Linked DNA regions of Mus musculus: all the other regions are linked to region 3. The links are chromatin contacts, called in public HiCAR-type and HiChIP or PLAC-seq maps. All regions are on one chromosome and are shown on one strand. Each heading gives the region's core, a stretch centred on a gene start, on an enhancer-like site or on the middle of the called end of the contact. The rest is flanking DNA. Distances are from core to core; before and after follow the strand shown. Region 1 overlaps Hivep3 (human immunodeficiency virus type I enhancer binding protein 3). Region 2 overlaps Hivep3 (human immunodeficiency virus type I enhancer binding protein 3). Region 3 overlaps Hivep3 (human immunodeficiency virus type I enhancer binding protein 3).

What was found. HiChIP or PLAC-seq counts read pairs in DNA pulled down with a chosen protein or histone mark. HiCAR-type assays count read pairs that join an accessible place to other places.
Region 1: a CTCF HiChIP or PLAC-seq map of the NIH/3T3 cell line shows a contact between it and region 3, with 8 read pairs. The contact joins two enhancer-like sites. A contact is called at or near these places in 1 of 39 promoter capture datasets (the C10 cell line), 2 of 15 datasets of contacts at CTCF or cohesin (CD8 T cells and the NIH/3T3 cell line), 4 of 484 Hi-C or Micro-C datasets (the C3H10T1/2 cell line, bone marrow-derived macrophages, embryonic fibroblasts and 1 more), 5 of 115 datasets of contacts at active chromatin or transcription factors (astrocytes, cardiomyocytes, embryonic stem cells and 1 more) and 3 of 9 other capture datasets (adipose tissue, embryonic stem cells and liver).
Region 2: a HiCAR-type map of Th17 cells shows a contact between it and region 3, with 14 times the contacts expected there. The contact joins two enhancer-like sites. A contact is called at or near these places in 1 of 39 promoter capture datasets (the C10 cell line), 3 of 15 datasets of contacts at CTCF or cohesin (CD8 T cells, the NIH/3T3 cell line and stem cell-derived epiblast-like cells), 63 of 484 Hi-C or Micro-C datasets (8-cell embryo, B cells, the C2C12 cell line and 46 more), 11 of 115 datasets of contacts at active chromatin or transcription factors (CD8 T cells, the NIH/3T3 cell line, SST interneurons and 7 more) and 3 of 9 other capture datasets (adipose tissue, embryonic stem cells and liver).

What each region holds. Positions count from the first base shown.
Region 1 is chr4:120,079,313-120,083,767 of GRCm38.p6, reverse strand. All of the region lies in intron 3 of Hivep3 (human immunodeficiency virus type I enhancer binding protein 3), which reads right to left. Among named protein-coding and RNA genes, the nearest start is that of Gm36215, 6.8 kb to the right of the region's middle. Within about 2 kb of position 1,672, at least 20 of the 459 cell types and tissues checked have an H3K27ac peak or open chromatin away from gene starts, as enhancers often do. A contact at or near this core is called in the C3H10T1/2 cell line, the NIH/3T3 cell line and embryonic fibroblasts, where this site is marked.
Region 2 is chr4:120,099,059-120,103,366 of GRCm38.p6, reverse strand. Hivep3 (human immunodeficiency virus type I enhancer binding protein 3) reads right to left here. Exons shown (of 9, transcript NM_010657.3): 4 at 3,917-4,308. Among named protein-coding and RNA genes, the nearest start is that of Gm36215, 26 kb to the right of the region's middle. Within about 2 kb of position 1,941, at least 4 of the 459 cell types and tissues checked have an H3K27ac peak or open chromatin away from gene starts, as enhancers often do. A contact at or near this core is called in Th17 cells, where this site is marked.
Region 3 is chr4:119,931,458-119,935,974 of GRCm38.p6, reverse strand. All of the region lies in intron 1 of Hivep3 (human immunodeficiency virus type I enhancer binding protein 3), which reads right to left. Among named protein-coding and RNA genes, the nearest start is that of Gm38632, 100 kb to the left of the region's middle. Within about 2 kb of position 3,039, at least 107 of the 459 cell types and tissues checked have an H3K27ac peak or open chromatin away from gene starts, as enhancers often do. A contact at or near this core is called in the C3H10T1/2 cell line, the NIH/3T3 cell line, Th17 cells and 1 more, where this site is marked.

The DNA.
Region 1 (4,455 bases), core at 423-2,922, 150 kb before region 3:
CTGAGTACATTTCTTTAACTTGTAGAACATTTCTTAGGCTACATACTTTGCGCTTCTAGCCATTCTTCATCTTTACCCCATTGTCTGAGGGCTTACTTCTTGCTCTCCTCTTTGATTGATACTGAATTTTATTAGTTCTCAATTCCCCTTCACCACCACCAGAAAAAAACCAACTGATTTTCTTGGTTTTGACTTCCAGGTCACCTGGTCTTTACCCACGCCCATTGCGTCATACAGTTTACCTATTAACATTTTCTCAGGTGTCACATTTTTAAAATTTCCACAACTATTTCCTTTTCTCTCATCGTCCTATTTTCACAGAAACTGGCTCCTTTAAGTTAATAAAATAAACTTGGCTGGAGACACATGGCCAGTGGTTAATGGGCACTGTTCTTGAAGAGGATCTGAGTTTGATTCCCAGAACTCATACCAGACAAGTTTCCAGGGGCTCTGACTCCTCTGGCTCATGGCCTCCAAGGGCACCTGCAGTCACGTTCACAGACACAGACATAGATACAGACATATATACACCATTAGAAATAATAAAAATGGTTTAAAATGGAATAAATTATCATTATTGCTAAGCACACTAATTTGATTTATCTTAGGTGGCTCTAACCTGGGATGGGCCTTCACTGGTCTTTGCATCCTGGTCTTCTCTTTCATGTTATTGGTTCTCTGTTTGGTGGTCTTGGTTATGCATCAGGGACTGCACTAGAAAGTCAGTGCTTGCATGAGGTAAGGACTTGAGCTCCCATAAGGAGGAGTGGAGACAAGATAGAAATTTACTCCCGTCTAATGTGATGGTCAGAGTGCCAGAGGCCAGGGCTGGTCTGTCAGCTGAGGAGTGGTAAGAGCATAGTTAAGCCTTCTCTTTTGTCCCCAACACTGCATGGCTACCCGTTCCCACCACCATATCCACATCGTAGTGAGAGGCTTGAGAAGGGACTGCAGGTCTTTTCAGCTCACCCTAGCACAAGGTCACACCTCACTCCCCGGAAGGACAGGACCTGTGGTCTTTAGCTGGCTGGCCCTGGGGTCTGCTCAGATCTCTCACACCACAGAAAAGAGGGAGGATTCTGATGAAATCATCAACCACACTAGGCTTCCTGTAGTACTGGCTCTCTGCTTGACAGGTTACGCCTGAACGGGATGGGGAAGCCATGTCAGGGACATTTGTGAGAATGTGAAGCAAGTCTCCCAGTGAGGCCCACTTATGGGAAGTTTGGCAGCAAACATTCTATTGTCCAAGAATGTTTCTGTGGCCAGTGCGGTATGCTTCATGTGAGAGTGAGTGACCTATACACTCTCTGCCCCACACTATCTTCTGGAGTCGGCTAAACCCACCCCTAGCCTCTTAGAATGGCCTTGAGACTTAGCTCCATGGGATTTGGCTGTCTCTGCCTGAACAGCACATTATGGGAGGGGCCTAACCTCCCTTTCTGAAGTGGGGAGGGCATAGCAGCCAGTCCAACTCTTGCCTTTGTTGATGTTTGGCATGAACTATGGCTGGCATCTCTGGGATGGAAATCACTTAGATGTCTGGGTTCTGGGTTGTGATGCTTTTGGCTCTGGTTCTATTTACCCATCTCATGTGTATCCTATTTTCTTAAGACTTTGCATATTCATGGCCCATGGGGAGGCTCCCTATCTTGTTTTCAAAGCTATTGTGATGTCATTCTTTGGAAAATGCCTTCTCTACTTGTCATGATGACTCCTAGGGAGAAGCTGGAACTCCAGCAGTGAGGACACCAAAAGGAAAGAGGGTCTTCTACTGGAGAGGCATCATCTCAGAACCCTGAGGTGTCTACCTCGTGGCACAGCTGATGCTCCCACACCTGGGTCCCTGCTCTCCCAGGAGCCTGACATCAGAGTTCAGACTGATCAAGACACATGACACGCTGGTCTTCCCCTCTCTGTCTCAGGGATGGCCTTCGGAGGAGCCTATGAGTCAGGTTCCATCCTCTGCCAGCCACGGGAACTGAGAGTCAGTGTGCTGTCTACCAGGTGTAGTGGAGGGGAAGGGTTTCCATCCCAGGTTCCAGACCCATAAGTATAGTTCCTCCTGTTGTGGGGACCCCCCCCCATCATAAAGTTATTTCCATTGTTATTTCATGGCTAATTTTCTTACTCTTAAGAATCTTAAAGTCAATATTTTTGGAGACAGAGGTTCGCCAAAGCCTGAGAGCTGCTGCTCTGGAGGCTGTTCGAGGCATAACTGACTCCTCAGTTTAGGACTCTGTAAAGCTCATTTTAGGCAGGCCTAATTGCTGAGTCTCCAGGTCTCTTCCACAGGGCTGTATCTCTAACACCCCTCTCCGTTCCCTCCCTTTCTGTGTAAACTTCAGAATGTTCCCAGCATAAGCTGATGCTTCAGTTGGCTGTCATGTTCTTTGTCTCTCCGACAGAGTGGCAAACTCCTCAATATCCTTCATATCCCCCTGCTAGTTAATCTCCTACGTCAGTTTGGATAGGTCATGGTCCTGGATATTCATTAAACAGCATTCTAGAAGATTTTGTGAAGTTATTTTTCGGGTGAGAATAACATTTAAATCCAGACTTTGCATGAAGCAGAATACCTTTGATAACGTGGGTGGGCCTGATGAATCAATTGAAGTGACAGCTGGCAGACTACCCTATGCCCTGCAGGTCATGGGGAGCTGCCCCCCAGACCCTGTGCACTTACTGAATCTCAACTATAGGAGCCAAAGGACACCATCCTTACTGTCCCTCTTAGTGTCACTTTCTTTCCCCTGTTCCTCTTCTGGGACTGTCTGGAGGACCCTGTCTCCAGTGCCTGACACAGTGGATGCTATTACGATCTCAGGTACTTCTCCTTCCTTTGTCACAAGCTATAGTTTCTTGTACCCACCAGTCTCGTTGCCAATGTCAAGCTTGTTTTTGCTTATCTGTATTATAAGGCTGTGCACATGTGTGTCCCTGTCCTTTTAGTTCTGCTTCCCAGAGGACTCGGATGAACACGCTATTCCATCCTCACATTCTCCACCGAGCTTTCCTGACCTCCCGGAGTCTCTATTCTGTGAGCATGGTGCCCTCTCTCTTGTTACTCACAGGTGGAACCTTATTTGTTCAGATCTTTTCTCTCCGTGCACAGTGAGTTCTTTTAGCGTAGGGCAGGGCAGCTCATCTCATTCATGTGCCTTGCAGAAGCACAGATGGCGTCTATCAAAGGATGGGTGAATCTGGGAGAACAAGAAGGCTGAAGCTGGTACCTGACAGGGGCATGGGTTCCCAGGGTGGAGAGAGGGAGCTTCCATCTATCTTTTTAAAGGGGATGCTGTAGAGATGCCAAGGAGGGGCAAGAAGAGCGATTTCTAAAAACCAGCTGTGTGGAAGATGGTACAGGATGCTGACAGCAGGCAAGGAGTGGTACCTCAGGCCTCACACTGAGTGGCCTGGTGTCCCCAAGTGTAATATTGTAGAGGATTCCATGGGCCAAGGCACAGCCAGGACAGCTCCTTGACGCCCATGGGACTTCAGTTAATCTTAATAAATACTGAATTCCAACCTTATTTTTGGGTCAAGAACTCTCACTTCAGGCCCTGACCCAGATCTTTCTGTTTTGACAACTTTGGAGTTCTAAAAGCCCCTAGAGACAGGCCATGCCATCAGGAGCAGTTCTCAGTTTTCCTCCAACTTCTGCTCTGTCCTCATGGGGCAGGAGGCTGGAGTCCTGTATGGTTTTCTGAGGCTTTAAATACACACACACACACACACACACACACACACACACACACACACACACACACATCCTTTGGCCACCCAAGCCAAGTGATTTTGAAAATTCTACTCTGGCAAAGGCCATAGGCTGTGGGAGGATCCTGGGGCCAAAGATGTACACTGTGGGAATTCTCTGTGTTTCCCAATGCCCCAAGCACAGGCTGCTGGTTGCCCATTGCATTATGAACAGATGAATGAATGAATCTAAATGAGAATTCGATGGATCACAACATTAACCTGGTTTCTCTACTGTGACAGGCCCAAGACAAACCAGGAGAAAAAAAAATAGACAGCCTGTTGAAGAAGGTCTGGTGGTTTAAGAAAGATGGAGTGTACCTAACAACAAACTGCAGAGCAGCTAGGCCAGTAGCAAGGTGACTGGCTAGCTGATGGGCTGGCTAGCTGTTGGGTTGAGTAGCTGATTGGCTGGCTAGCTGATTGGTTAGCTAGCTGATGGGCTGGCTAGCTCATGGCTGGCTAGCTGATGGGCTGGCTAGCTGATGGGCTGGCTAGCTGATTAGTTAGCTAGCTGATTGGCTGGCTAGCTGATGGGCTGGCTAGCTGATGCCTGGCTAGCTGATGGGCTGGCTAGCTGATTGGTTAGCTAGCTGATGGGCTGGCTAGCTGATTGGTTAGCTAGCTGATGGGCTGGCTAGCTGATGGCTGGCTAGTTGACGGGCTGGCTAGCTGATTGGTTAGCTAGCTGATGGGCTG
Region 2 (4,308 bases), core at 692-3,191, 170 kb before region 3:
GTGTTCTCATGGTCAGATTGGAAAGCCAAAGCAATCTACTAGGTAAAGGGCGTGGCTCCAGCAATGCACAGGTCTCCTGCTTCCTGCACTAGCCCTCCTGAGCCAACACCAAAGGCCACTGGGGTATCCACTCTCTGTAGAACAGTGGGCTGCAGTGAGAACTGGATCTGTGGGAAGGGTGAACCCTGATTGTGAATTTCCAGTGTTTTCCAGGGTCCTGAGAATATATTCTCTAAATCTGAGGCGGGGGTGGGGGGTGATGTACATCTTTACATAGGATGCTCGCACCCATAGAGCTGAGATAAGGGGCACCTTGGGAACCAGGAAAAGTGAGTTCCAATGCCAAATAGATCACTGGAGGCTGGGATACCCTTAGATAGACTACTACACCTTCTGGGGTTTGAAACTAAGAAAGCCTTAGGCCATTAAATTTTTTTTTTTATTTTTAATTGTGGTGTGTGTGTGTGTGTGTGTGTGTGTGTGTGTGTGTGTGTGTGTGTATGTACACATGTGCACAGAAAAGAACAGGACATCAGATCCCCTGGAGCTGGACTCACAGGTGATTGTGAGCCACTTCACGTGGGTGCTGGGGATCTAAACTCTGTAAGAAGAGTAACCACTCTTGACTAAAGAGCCACCTCTTCAGACCTGGCTTAGATCATCCTAAAGATCCATTCAGAAACTGATTTCTGTGACTCAGTGACCCCATAGAGGTCACTGAGGTCCCTTCCCAATGGGAGGGGAAATGGAAACTAAGTTCAGGTCTAGACAGCTGTGCTGGTGGAAGCCAAGCAGTTAGATTTCTAGGGCACACTCCACATTTCCACCATGGCCTGCAATCCACAGAGTTGCCAAGGGGTCCAACACAGGCAGGCACACAGAGTCTCCATTGCTATATGATGCCATTCTGGGGAGGCCAGAGGAGGTAGGATTGGGTGGCAACACAATTCCAGGAAACAGTGCCTAAATTGAGTGGGGTGGGGGCCTAGGATCCGTGGTAGCATTGAATAGTAATGTGGGTCATGTTAGCTAGGGCATATATATAGCTTCACTGGTCAACACTGTTGCCCACCCTCACAGCCTTGAGCTAAGTTAGCATCACTCCTCATTTTCAGATGAAGAAACCAAGGTACAGGGAAGTTAGGTGAATGGCCCATGGTCACACAGCTGAATATGTGAAATAGTGGGCCTCAAACCTGGGCAGTTCAGTCCTTGCTCCCATTGCAGGGCTATGGCTATTAGAGTGAGAGAAAATGGAAGAAAAAGTATAAGAAAAGAAATGACTGCAAGATGGATTGTGCAAGATGGATGGTTATGCAAGCATGGGTCTCTTCAGGATTTAAATGCAGATGACCAAACATAATGTGTTGTGGACCATACTAAAGATGACAGCTAAGCCATGTTTCCTAGTGCTTAGATAAATGACATTTATGTAATGGCTAAGGGAAGACACCAGCTACAAAGTGACAACTGTCAGTAGAGTGTGCAGAAGAGCTTAAACTGTAGCCAAGTATGGCTTGGGTGGTGCTGGGGCTGGCAGGGGGGTGAGCCTCCCATTACTGGAGACATGTAAGGAAGGGAATGGGGGTTGTAGAAAAGCCTCAGCTTAGAGACCATGCAGTTATATTAATGTGTGATATTTGTACACTTTGGGTAGGAACATTTAAACTCTAAGGAAATGTCTGTAGGTTTCAGCTCATTTTATGAAAGCAGCAGGATGAAAAAAATGACTGTTAAATTTAGAGATGAGAAACCAACACTTCTCTTGTCTTACATACTTCTGATACCACTCATCAGGGAATAGGACAGTTCAGACCTGTTTCAAAGGATTTTGGAGTGAGCTCTAGTTCTGAATCTGATCTTTGCCATTTACTGTGTGGCCTTGTGTAAGTTACTTAGCCTCTCTGAACTTTGATCTATTTACCTACTGTACCCTAGTTTCCCAGGGTGTTATGAAAACAAGAGTAAAGTTTAGCACAGTATCTGGCACACAGCAGGTGTGTTTCCAGTGTAACTATGCCAGCATCTTGGCAGCAGCCACAGTTTATGGCAGTAACACCAGAAGTGGAAATCCTGCTCAGAGATGTCTGATGTGGACTGACAAAGACATCAGAGAATAAATTTGGAAAGCAGTTTGTGAAGAATATCCAGCTGAGCCCAGTCACTTCTGATATGACTTTCACCTCATGATGAAAGCAGATTGTATAAGCATCTGGGAAGCTGCAGACACAGGTCTGCTCTCAGGTCTACAAAAGTAGTCTGGGTTCCAGTGTCTGTGTGGGATTTGGTCAAAGCACCAGTTTGTAACAGTTACATGTGGACATCATTAAATTTGTAATTATCTCTCAAAAGTTTCATTCCTCAACTAACAATGAAAGAGAGAGAGAGAGAGAATGGAGACAAACAAAAGGAAAGGAAAGAAAAAAGAAAAGAAGAAAGAAAAGAAAAAAAGAAAAGAAAAGAAATACTCTTTTTCATCCAGCTACGTCTGCTTAATTCAAATTCTGGAATTGCCAAATGTTTGCCCCAAGTCTTTGACCTCCTTCAGCCTCTGAGCCCAGGTTCCCTCATCTGTACAATGGATGAGGTGATGTCGCCTTACAAGGCGAGGTGAGAAGTGCTTAGGGTCCAGGGCCCAGCACAGGGCTTGGCAACCAAAAGACCACTGCTCACTCCAAAAATTCCAGGCATGGTTTGAATGTGAAAAGTCCCCATATAAACTGATGCTGTTTGGGAAGATTGTTCAAGAGAGTGTCTATAGTGATGACCTTAAGGATTTATAGCTGGGCTCTGCTCCTTATTCATTCTCTGCTTCCTGAATGTGGAGACAATACAACCAGCCAACTTCTTTATTTTTTTTTTCTTTTTTTTTCGGTTTTTCGAGACAGGGTTTCTCTGTATAGCCCTGGCTGTCCTGGAACTCACTTTGTAGACCAGGCTGGCCTGCCTCTGCCTCTCGAGTGCTGGGATTAAAGGTGTGCGCCACCATGCCCAGCAACCAGCCAACTTCTAAATGCCTCTTCTGCCTCTTCCATGGCTTCCTGGCCACTATGTATTGTATGCTTCTGAAGTTATAAGTCAAAATAAATTCTTTCCCTTAGGTTACTTTTGTTGGGATATTTTGTCACATTAGGCCAGCACAGGTCCTGGCCTGAAGCTTTAGGCTGGTCTTGCCTGTGTAAAAGTGTTGTCTTTTTTATGCAAATTGGAATTTCTGAGTTTCAAATCTGTTAAAATGATATGGGAAACTTTATTGCATAGCTCCTTAAGTAGCCCAGGTCAGAGGCAATGGAAGAATAAATATGAGTTGCATTGAAACCCTACTGCTAATCTATAGCACAGACATCTCAAATTGTGATATTGTCTCCTACACGTGGAGAGGTTTACTGCAGCCCAGTTCTATGCACCATCTTACAGGAAAGTATTCTTTTAGGAGTGAATTGTGTCAAATGTGGAAATGAGACAATTTTAAAGGATAGTAGAGACCCCCCCCCAGCAGATACAGAAAAAATTTAAAAAGCAGATTGAAACTAATAAGATGATGGAGAACCACATGGGAAAATGCTGGAATAAAGTTCTAAAATTGTCCAAAGCATCCCCACCAATTTCCCCAACTTTGTTCTTTAGAGAATCACTCTATATCTTCCTGAAACTGAACTTTTCAATTTTATAGTAGAAACTTCTGGAAAAGTAGCAGCATTTTGCTGATAGCGTTACTGCAACTATGTTAGGGACACAAGGGCAGAGAAGCTCAGTGAACATGTTTTCTTATGAGGTCAAGACTCCCAGAGAGAAAAACCTGCCTCTCACCTCAAGCTGGCTTTAATTCTACAAACTTAGCATGAAGACAATGTGGCTTTAAAAGCTCAACATAAGCTTTTGCATTACTTGGTGGCTAGAACAAGGCAGAACTTACCTCTGTCATGCGGGGCTTTCGGGAGTTGGATGGAACCAGCCTTCCTGCCTCAGGATGCGGAGCTGTGGCCATGGTATATGTCTCTTTGCTCACCTTCTGCTTAGATCGCAGGAGGGACAAAGCAGCTTTAGTGGAAACCCCTGGAAGGTTGGGGTTGTACAAACTTATGCACCAACCAGCGTAAACAGAGGACCTCCTATCTGCATGCTGGATGTGATTTGGCTTAATGTAGTTTAAATAGCACCAACTGACATTAGTGGTTGTGTGGAGGCTGGGGAACTGCAGTACCTTCTTTGAGTCCGTACCTTCTTGCAATTTGGCTGGTTTAGGGGAAGTATCTGACAGAGGCAGAGAACTAGGGGGTGCCAGGGGAGGGAGGTCAGTCTGTTCCT
Region 3 (4,517 bases), core at 1,790-4,289:
CCTTTGCTTGGCTGCCTTCACGAATCCTGTTCCCTGTGCTTTCCTGAGATAATGGCAGCAGCTGCATGCTGGTGGCTGGAGTGCTGGCTTTGAAGTCTCACTACTTGGAGAAGTCTGGCCAAACTGCTATACATGTCTCAGTTTCTTCAACTGGAGATGGGGGACACAGCAATGCCTGCCATGGGGTGTGTGTGTGTGTGTGCTGCTGCCATCAAATGAGTTTCATCTGCCAAGTGGAGTGGAGTATTTCAGCATTGATCAGAGGAAAATACTTTTGATAGAATAGAAGAAAGACAGCAAGAGGCAAACACGTGCTGTCCGGGAAGAAAGTAACAAGCACCTTTGGGCTCATCTGGGTGCCCTGGAGACAGTGACTCGGTCTCCTTTTTCACAGAGATTACAGCCCATTCCTCACTTATCTTGGCAAATATTAAAGGAAACGGCGTCAGAGACCCAGAGTCATTTCGGACAAGCTACTCCCCACGTGGGCAGGAGCACCTCACCCTGGAGACGTAGAGAAGGTTTTAGATCACTGATCAAGTTCCTGAGGACCAGACAGAGACAGGCAGGTCAGAAGCAGAGGTTCATGATCCCAAAGGGACCCCCTGAGCGGACAAGGAGCTGGAGCTGTGCAAAGCCCTGGAGATAGGGAGAGACAGCGGCTGGGGCCTTGGTATGCATGGCCTATAGGTAGATCCTGGGACAGATCCATTTGCGAGGGAATGCAAAAGGCCAGGTAGGTGCTAAGAACCAGTGCCAGGGGACTGGGAGTCCCTAGACATGCCAGGAGGAAAGTTGGGGACCCATGACAGAACATGGAAACATAAGAGCTGAGCCAGGAGAAGACTGAGCCAGGAGTAGCTGGCAAGGCCCAGGCTGAATTGGAAATGCCATCTTCCTCTGGGGACATCTATGTCTGCCTTGATGTGACTTTGCCAAGAACTACGGTCTAGCCTACAAATTGGAACCAGCCCCTCATATCGCTGAAGCAGGGTCCTGTGGAGGCTCTGGGGGGGTGTTCTAAACCCACACAGTACTCGGGGTGCAGAGAGAAGTGAGGAGGGGCAGGAGGTGCACCTGACCCAGAGGCTGGCCTGATTCTCCCTGGGGCCCCATCTATAACCAGGTTAGACCATGGGCATGCAGTTAGGACTTGAGTAGGGAGGACCAGTGAGAGGCCAGGCAAAGATGGCAGATGGAGGATGACTTCTAAGACAAAAATGTGAATGTTCCTCCTGGAGGCCAGCAGGATAAACACGGGGAAAAAAGGATCCTGGCTGTCTACAGCCACACATGTGGGAATGGAGAGCAGGGATAGCAAAACTGGACAGTTTTAGTGGCCAGTTCCTACTTTCCTGTGCCCCATGCCCTGCTTCTCCCATGATGACTGTCTGTAAGGCCTTCGAAACAGAAAGGCTATGAATTAGGTGGGGCATTTCCTTCCATACATAGAGACCCAGGGAGAAAGAGGGAGTGTCCTGTGCATTCAGTGTATCAGGCTCTTCGTTGAGGGTCTCTTTCCAGTCATGTCAAATCAGAGCTTGGAATGGACTATGCTGTGCTAGATACTGGGCAGGAAAATGCTGGCAGGTGATTCCACCTATGCAAGGCACCTGGGAAGCTGAGTTCACAGGCATGAGCACACAGAACAGCGCTTGCGAGGGTTAGAGTTTCAGAGCCTGGAAAGATAAAAAGTTCTGAAGATGGTGGTGATGGCTGCATGACTGAGAGAGAGATAGAGAGATAGAGAGAGAGAGACAGAGAGAGAGAGACAGAGAGAGAGACAGAGAGAGACAGAGACAGAGAGAGACAGAGAGAGAGAGACAGAGACAGACAGAGAGACAGACAGAGAGACAGACAGAGACAGAGAGAGACACAGAGAGAGAGAGAGAGAGAGAGAGCGCACCAATGTGAATGTGTGTACATGAGTGTGGTTGTTTCTGCATACATGTATGTGTGAACGTATGTGTGCAAATGTGAATGCCTGTGTGTGTGAATGTATATGTGTAAGTGTGTATGTAAGTGACTGTGAACGTGTATGTGTGCATAGGTGTGAGTATGAGTGTGTGTGAATGTGCATAGATCACATGTCTGTCTGAGTGCATGTATATGTGAGTGTGTGTGAATGCATGTGTAAGTATATATGTATGTCAGTGTACATGTGAGTATGTGAATGCGTGTGTGTGTGTGTGTGTGTGTGTGTTTGTGTGTATGGAGTGTCTGTGGTATATCTGTATATGGTGCATGCCTGTGAGTATATGGGTGTGTGTGCCTTTGCACACACACAGAAGCTGCAGCAGGATGTCAGGCATCTCTATCAGCCTCTGCCTTTCTGCTTTAAGACAGGGTCTCTCCCTGAACTGGAAGTTTGCTCTCCGCCTTCAAATGGCTGGCCTACCACAGCATGAACAGCCATGCTCGGCTTTTGGAATGCTGAACTCAGAGCCTCACACTGGGCAGACCAAGCACAAGCACTCCTACCCACTGAACCATCCCTCTAGCTCCATGTGTGAATGTTTCTAATGTCTCCGAGTTAGCTTAAAATGGCTTATATGATCATTTCTACTTATGTTTTGTCACAAGTTAAGCACACAAGCTCAGAGGGGAGTTGAAGGCTGTTGAATGAACGAGTAAATGAGTGAATGAGTGAGCGAGTGAGCGAGCGAGAAAGTGAGTGAGGAGTTAAATAGGTTGACTGCAGAGCTTGGCGCCTGCTGGAAGATTTAGGGATTATGAAGCCAGGTCACAAGCCACAGCCTGGAGGCTGGGTGGCTCCAGGCTTCTGCTCCATCACTCACTCTTGGCAAGTCTGCAGTGTGATTCAGTGATGGTTTCCAAGCCTGACCACGCCCCCCCCCCAACCAAACTGCATCTGGGGCTTGCAGCTAACTCTGAACCAGGAGCTTCCCAAAGCCCTGACTAATTTTCTTGGGAGGCCAATATGGTAATTTTCTGGGAGACAAACATCGAGTCCTGCAGCAGAGGTTGCCACGGCTGGATCTTGGCTGGGCGTGGGTATGCGTCAGGAAGAGCAGCGAGAGGCCTGAGGAGAAGTCTGGCAGAAAAGGCTGTCCCACTCATCCCCAGAGTGAGCCACACGCTTCGGAAGTATCACGTTAAGGAGATGAATCACACACTGACTCAAGAGAGGGGGCGGCGGGGTTGTAAATCAGAGCAATGGCTTTTATTTGTCAGAAAGGTACAATAAATAACATCTCCTTGTGCCACTTAACAAAAGAGAGTAGGAGGGAGAAAGGCAGGCCATGCTAGCGGGAGGGCTGCAGAATTATGAAGGCAGGGGCAGCCTTGGGGCTTTTTCAGGACACTCCAGTTACTACACACACACACACACACACACACACCATTATTTTTTTTTCTTCCAAACATCCAGAGCCCTGGGCTGTAAGAAACGGCCAGAGCCATCCAGTACCAGTCACTAGGTGACTTCTGTTTTATGAGCACAGGATTCTCTTGCTGGCAACATCATAAATGGCGAGATTCTTCTTTACAGTGGAAGGAGCTCACTCAAAGCTCATAGAGGGCAGAGTTCTCTTGGGAAGAAAGGTGAATCCAAAACTGGTGTAAGTTATTGTCCTAGCTGTGGTCTGCGGGGTAAGTGGCTATCCCAGGGTAACAGAAATAAGGCCTTTTAAACGACGACAACGTGTGTTGGGGGTCGGGGGTAAGGCCATGGTCTATTGTTAGATTTAGAATCAGACTCCTTGGGGTTTCTGGGACTTGAAAGTAAAACACTGCCTTGCATTGCTGAGAACAGGCAGAGAAAGATGGGGATTCTGGGTCAGGCAGGGGCACACAGCACGTGACCCACTCAGGCCTTGTTGCTCTGGGCAACCGGAACCCTGGGAGGCAGCTCTGCTGCCAGAACAGCGTCTTTAGGGGAAGCCAAAAACCTGTTTCTCCTGCTAGTGATGCCCTGTGAGCCACTAGCCACCCATGGCTTTGAAAATGTAGCTGGCCACGTGTCCTTCTGAGGTCAAGTGCACAGTGGCTCTCAAGTACTTAGTAGGGAACAAAGAAAGTAAGCTTGGGTGAGTTTTCATATTGGCCACATAGGGAAGTGACACACACTTTAGGTATATTCTGTTAAAGAAAATGCAGTATTAAAATTAGGGTCACGTGGTTCCTTTTGCTCCTTTTAATGTGACTACCAGAACATTTACCATGGCTCTTGTTATATCTCCAATAGGCAATCCAAATGTGGGAGATAGCACCATACAGAGAGAGCAACCATTTCTGACCCAGAGTTCTGACATCCAGGCTGGTGGGAAGCTCACATGCATGCTCTGGGCACCTACCCAGGTTCGATAGAAACTTCCCAGACTGTAAGGAATACAACAATACGGACCAGTGCAATCCCACCTCTGCTGGGGCACCTGACTGACAAGTGTGTGGCCTGGAGTCAGGCCTCTCACATTTCCCTGTCTGCTCCACACCACTATGTATGTAGAAAATGCGTAGTATCCATCAGATACAACGCAGACAGACTCATAAATAGA